Regions from separate parts of the Neogale vison genome. Here region 1 is linked to region 2. The links are chromatin contacts, called in public Hi-C maps. All regions are on one chromosome and are shown on one strand. The core of a region is the stretch at or near the end of the contact, and the rest is flanking DNA. Distances in the headings are between cores, read along the strand shown. Region 1 holds the start of C6H19orf67 (UPF0575 protein C19orf67 homolog). Region 2 holds the start of DDX39A (ATP-dependent RNA helicase DDX39A).

Region 1 (3,053 bases), core at 396-2,895, 4.6 Mb before region 2:
TGTCCCCCGCTGCTGGGCTCTGGGGTGGCTTCCAGGTTCCAACGCATCTTCTTGTAGAGGTATCTGGGGAAGCGGCTGGCGGTGTATGCGGCTGGGGCACAGTATCTGAAGATGGACACCTCGTGAGAAGGGCTGATGGAGAACCTCCCGCAGAAGAAACAAGAGATGCTGGCAGGAAATGGGAGAGTCGGGAGTGAGGCTGGGCTCTGGACTCCACCCTCTCCCCATCCCCATTCCTGTGTCCTACCCTTTTACCTTAGGGGGTCCGTATCCTCCAGGTCCACAAACCCAAAGGAGGCATACATGAGGACCAGCTGTTCCAGGCGCAGGGTCAGCTGTTGGGAGATCTCCAACAGCTGCATGGAAGAAGGGGTGTAATGAGATTAGCTGGCCTACCAGGATCGCCCTCCCTCACCCTCTCCCACTCCTGAGGGGTGAAGAAAGGGGCATAGGGTCTAGGAAATCTGCTCCACACACCCCCTTTCGGACCAGCTCCTGCAGGGCTCCATAGATGGGGGGCACACTCCGTGCAGCTGCCTCCAGGTAGAGAAAGTAGGGCTCACACATCTGTAAGAAGGTGGGCATGGCCTTTGCCAGCTGTTCCTTCTGTACTCGGTCCCTGCTAAAGGGAAAAGAGGGCCTTTGCCTGGGGTCCCTCACTCCCCATTTCCCATTCTACTCACTGCTGACTTGTACTCCTGGCCTGGACCCCCTATTAAAAATTCCGCCTGCGCCAGGCCTTTCTCAGAGTATCTTCTGGGACCATTTCCATCAAAATAATTGGGAACACTTGTTAAGATGCTGACACCTGAGTTCTACCACTGACTTTAACTCAAAATTTCCTGTAGGGTGGAGCCCAGAAATTTAGGGTTTAAACAGCCTCCCCAAGAATTCCAATGGATACTGAAATGTAAGAATTTCAGTCCCTTTCCCCCTGGGTTGGGCATCATGCTATACTTTGGTGACGGTCGTGGTGGGGTTCTCACACTGGTAGCCAGCTGGGCCAAATCTGGCACAGATTGGTTTTGTTTAGCCTGCCCAGAGTTCAAAGTGTAAGCCAACAGTTAAAAACTGGGAGAAAAGTCCTCATGAATTGGGGGCCCCTGGGGGCCACCTAATAGCAGGCACTCCCTAACCCCAAATTTCTACACAGTTCTTATCACTCTTCGAGATGGGATCCGCAATCAACTAGCTTCATTTACGGTTTCTGGCTCCTGGTGCTTTTGAGTTTGGGAACCTAGCGTGTGTTGCCCACCTACTACCCTCTCCCCAGTCTCATTCTCAGGACCTAGGACCCCAACCAGAATCACCTGTAAAGCAAGTAGCTCTGGAAATCATCTGCCTTCTTGAGCAGGTAGCGGAGCTGTTCGGTGATGGGGCTGAACATGGTGTCCAAGGGTAGGCGAGGAGGGGCGGGGCCTGGGCCGGGGGCCAGGGGCTCCGGGGAAGGAGTAGCCGTAGAGGCCTCCGGCAGCTGCCCCTGGACATCCTCCGGTTCTGCCTCCGGGGGGTTCCCAGGCCCGCCAGGGGACGCCGACCAGGAGGTGTCTCCGCAGGGCTGCGCCCCAGGTTCCAAGTCGCCCGGGGGCGGTGTTTCCCCAGGGCCCGGGGGGAGCGGCTCCACGAACCACTGCTCGGTAGCCATCGTAGGGTCGCAGGCGAGGACCGCAGCTCTTTAAGCCTCCGCCGCTCACGTTGGCCGCGGGTTCGACCCCGCCCCGGGAACCTCGGACTTGCCGGGACTGGGAATGCGGCCCCCCTCCGACTCGCCCCTGCCTCGACCTCTCCGCCCGCGCGGCGCCGCACGGAGGGAGTTCGCCTCGTTTGAATTTCAACACGCGGGAGGGGCGCGCCTCTCTGGTAGGCGCTGCGCGCCCGCCGGGCCCCGCGCACATGCGCGCTCCCGGAACCTGGCTTGGGGGACGCGTCCAGATAAAGAGGCGTCCTGGGCCGGTGCTGGCGCGGTCCCGTCCTGGGGTGCCAGCACTTTTCTTCTAGGCTGCTTCCTAGGGAAGAGGGGTCTTTATCGAGCCTCCAAACCGGGGGTGCAGGTACATGAAGGGAGGACGCCCCTGCTGCGTAGAGTCTGACTCTGGCCCCCGAATCTGTATATTTTTAAAGAAACTCTAATGGGGGGCACCTGGGTGGCTCACAGGGTTAAAGCCTCTGCCTTCGGCTCAGGTCATGATCCCAGGGTCCTGGAATCGAGCCCCGCATCGGGCTCTCTGCTCAGCGGGAAGCCTGCTTCCTCCTCTCTCTCTGCCTGCCTCTCTGCCTACTTGTGATCTCTGTCAGATAAATAAATAAAATCTTTAAAAAAAATAAAAAAAAGAAGCTCGAATGGAGTTGGAAAACTGCATTTGAACTTAGTAGGGACTTGTGATGTCAGTAGCTGTTCCAACTGGTAACAATACTAAAAATCTTCACTTGGAAAAAGGTGCGGGTCCCATGATCTCATCCCTTCCGTTCCTTTTAATTGGCCCAGACCGGGAGGCTTGGAGACCCTACCATGGGTCCAGAACAGACCCCTGCCCCCAACACTTAGAGACTAGATTCTTGGTGGTGTGCCAAAGCTGACAGACATACAGCTAGGAAGCCAAATACATTCATTACACTTAAAAAGACTCTGGGTAAAGAACTCAGACAGGTGTCTGACCCCACCCCCTGAGACCCTGAGCAAGCATCTTTGCTGTGCTGAGCCAGTTGCCTCTTCCAGAAAGTGGTGTTTTATGAGCTCTCTGCCTATGGGGCTGCAGAGAGAACAACCGAGAAAATGCTCATAAAGCTTAGTTAGCTGCTGGTCACTCAACAAATATTTGAGCACCTACTGTGTGCCTGGGCACTGTTCTGAGCATGGAAAGGTGACCCAACTAGGCAAATATTCCTGCTCTCCTGCAGCACTTCCTGTCTTAGCTGGCTGTCAAGCAGCCCCACACACTACCTATCTTCCTCCTCAAACAATTTTGTCTGAACCCTAGACTCTCCCAGGAGGCCCATAGCTCTTCAAGCTCCTCCCCCCATTCCATTCATAAAATTGAACTGGCATTTTTTTT
Region 2 (2,907 bases), core at 138-2,637:
GATTGGATTGCTGTGGCAGGATTATTATGTTTGACCAGCTTATCTCCCTCCCCTCCATTTCCCCCCACCATCCCAAATCCCCAAATCAAAACACAGCTGAGAAAGACTGATGATACCAGGTAACTGGAACTTTCACAGGGTGCCCAGTGGGAGTGTAAAGAAGAACAACTTAGGAAAACTGTCACGATCTACTAAAATTGAACATATACATGACCTACAGCCTACCATTCCATTCCTTGGCATTTGCCCTGGAGAAGTGAACTTACGTTCATGAAAATACTTCTACAAGCTTCATTAATAACGGCCAAACACTAGGAACAACCAAATGGCCGTTAGTGGGTGAATGGAGAACTTATATTGGTTATATTGTAGTATAGCCACATTGTGGACTACTATTCAGCAAGGAATAACTATTGATACAGGCAGCACATGGACAAATCTAAAAAACAACAACAACCAGTTTTTTGAGCAAAAGAAGCCAGATAAAAAAGACAAACTATTGCATGCTTCTGTTTTTACGAAATTCAAGAGCACAACTAATCCATCATTATAGAACTACAAATAGTGTTTTTGCCTGGTTAGGGGTCAGGGAGAAGAGGGCGGTTCACCTGAGAGGGGCACAACAGAACTTTCTGGGATGTTGGAAATGTTCTGTATCTTCATTGGGCAATTGTCACTGGCTGTCAATCTTCAAAACTCAGTGGACCTTTTCTTTTTACTATAAACTTTTACCTCAGTAAAGTACCGGAAGTGGGGGGTGGTGGTGGTGGTGGTGGGTAAGGTGGAGAAAATATAATACAAAGAAAAAGTAAAAATAATAATAATAATACGAAGAAAAAGAAAAAAAAAAGTTTTATGACTAAAACATCTTGGTTTGGGTTTTGTGGCCTGAACCTGTATGTCCACCAGCACAGTCTGACCCAGGGCAAGACTCTCAGCAAATGGGAACTGTCACGGTGGGTGCAAACTGTCTTCATCCTGCAGTCATTCCGACCTCCCAATCCTGTTCAGGACTCTTTCAGAGCCTCCACCCTGGACTACCAAGTGGCCGCGGGCACACGCCCACTTCAAGAGCCCTGAATTCCATGCCAGGCGTAGAAGCCACGTAACAGAAAGGCGAGACACTTGCCAAAAGCAAACCATCCCCGACTTCAGCTGCCAGTACTAAATATGGAGACGCCAGCCGAAGGCAAACCGCCAGTCACGTGACAGCGCACGGCCTCACGTCGGCCTCAGCCCAGGGCGCCTACTTTCAGATTGACCAATGAACCCGAGGCAAAAGGCACGCCCTGTTTCCTCTCTTCACCAATAGCCTCCAGACGCCTCCTGCAGGACCCAATCATCGCTTCCGCCTCTCTTGAATGAAAAGGCAGCAGTCCACTAAGCAGAGCCGCAGTCGGACGTAGGAGGCAGGAAGCCCTACAGCTCGTGTTGGGGCGCGAGACCGGTAACCGGAGTCGGACGGCACTTCTCGCAGCACGCGGAGGCGAACGGGGTGCCAGGTGAGCGATGGGCCGGGGGCGCGGGGCCGCGGTGCAGAGACTTCGGACTTGCGGGCGAGCTGGCGAGGAGAGACGCCGGGGGCTAAGGGGAAGAGGAAGAGGAGCGGGCGCGAGACAAGGCGGGGCGGGGCGGTTGGGGCACCCGGCGCGCGGGTTCGGCCGTTGAATGCCACCGCGCATGCGCAAAGGGGGACCGTGGCTGTTGGCGGGCGAGGATCATGCCCGCTTCCGGGAGTAGGCTGTCTGTCATGGCGGCCCACGGGTCGAACCCGATTTGGAGAGAAAGCCTTTCTGTCCGAGAAGACCGCCTAGGCTGTTTGGGGAGGGACTGGGGAGGGGGCGACGCCAGGGTCTGAGGTTGCGGTGGCGGAAACCCGAGCTTGTAGACGGGACAGGCTTCCCCAAGTCCGAGGGACTTGCCTACCCCCACTTTGCTGTGTTTTTGCTCTGTGTTTAGGGGATTCGGGGTTCCAGAGATTTAGAGCAAAAAAGATGTTTCAGACGCAAACTGAGGTGGAAGTCTTCCCTGGGGGCACTTTGACAGTGAATGGGTACCCGTGGGTGTGTCTAAATTGTCACTTTTCCGGTGTCCGCTTTCAAGGGCCTCAGCAGTCGCAGCTGTCCCCGCTGGGTGGGACAAACCCCAACAGCCCTTGTCCACTCTAATTTGTTTTGAACTGTACATGTTGTCTGACCACTTTCTAGGAAAATTTGTGCCTCAAACTCAGGCTGTCCTGAATCTCTCTCCTTAAGAACAAAACGATTTATTTTGATCTGTATCTTTTAAATGCACCATCTCTTCTTGGTCACCAGGTTTGACGGTGAGTAGGTGACTCTAGTTCTTCTCTGCCCAGGGAGTACCTGCCCTGCTGAATGTTCCACCTTCTTCCCTCATAGCGCCCCCACGCTGGTTAATCCTCTTTTGGTGACTGGTTTTCCCTGTTTCTGGTCTCATTCCCCATTCATCTACTCTGGAGTAAATTGCTCTGGGACAACTGAGTCACTTAAGAATTTAATCAGCGATTCCCTATAGGTTAGCAAATAAAGTATGAATGCCCTCCACTGGAACAGCTTTCTCAGCTTTGTCCTTTGCCTCTACTTCTACCAGCCAGTGTTGCTCTCCATTCCTCACAAGGGCCTGGTGTTTTGGGACTGACCTTTCCTAGCTCCTGTTCTTTTCTCTGCTGCCTGGGAACTAACCCCTTCCTGTTCAGATTACTTTTTTTTTTTTTCCCCCCCAAGAATTAGTAAGGGTATATGCATACTTTAGTGCTTAAACTCTGTCTTGAGGCCTCAATTCTAATTCTGTTCATTCAGCCCTTGTTGTTAAGTGCTTATCTGTTTTAGGCTCTGGGCAAAAGGGCTATCAGGCATGACCTTAAAAAGGGTGCTTTTTAGGTGTGGC

Evidence for each region. A called contact is a pair of places that touch in the nucleus more often than the background predicts.
Region 1: a contact with region 2 is called in a Hi-C map of fibroblasts, with 9 times the contacts expected there. The contact joins the promoter of C6H19orf67 here to the promoter of DDX39A in region 2. A contact is called at or near these places in 2 of 3 Hi-C or Micro-C datasets (fibroblasts and muscle).

What each region holds. Positions count from the first base shown.
Region 1 is chr6:214,736,594-214,739,646 of ASM_NN_V1, reverse strand. It overlaps C6H19orf67 (UPF0575 protein C19orf67 homolog), which reads right to left and starts at 1,645. Exons shown (of 6, transcript XM_044255378.1): 1 at 1,311-1,645; 2 at 478-622; 3 at 256-356; 4 at 1-168. The coding sequence starts at 1,645. SAMD1 (atherin) reads right to left here. Exons shown (of 5, transcript XM_044254043.1): 5 at 3,046-3,053.
Region 2 is chr6:210,092,274-210,095,180 of ASM_NN_V1, reverse strand. It overlaps DDX39A (ATP-dependent RNA helicase DDX39A), which reads left to right and starts at 1,387. Exons shown (of 11, transcript XM_044253819.1): 1 at 1,387-1,502.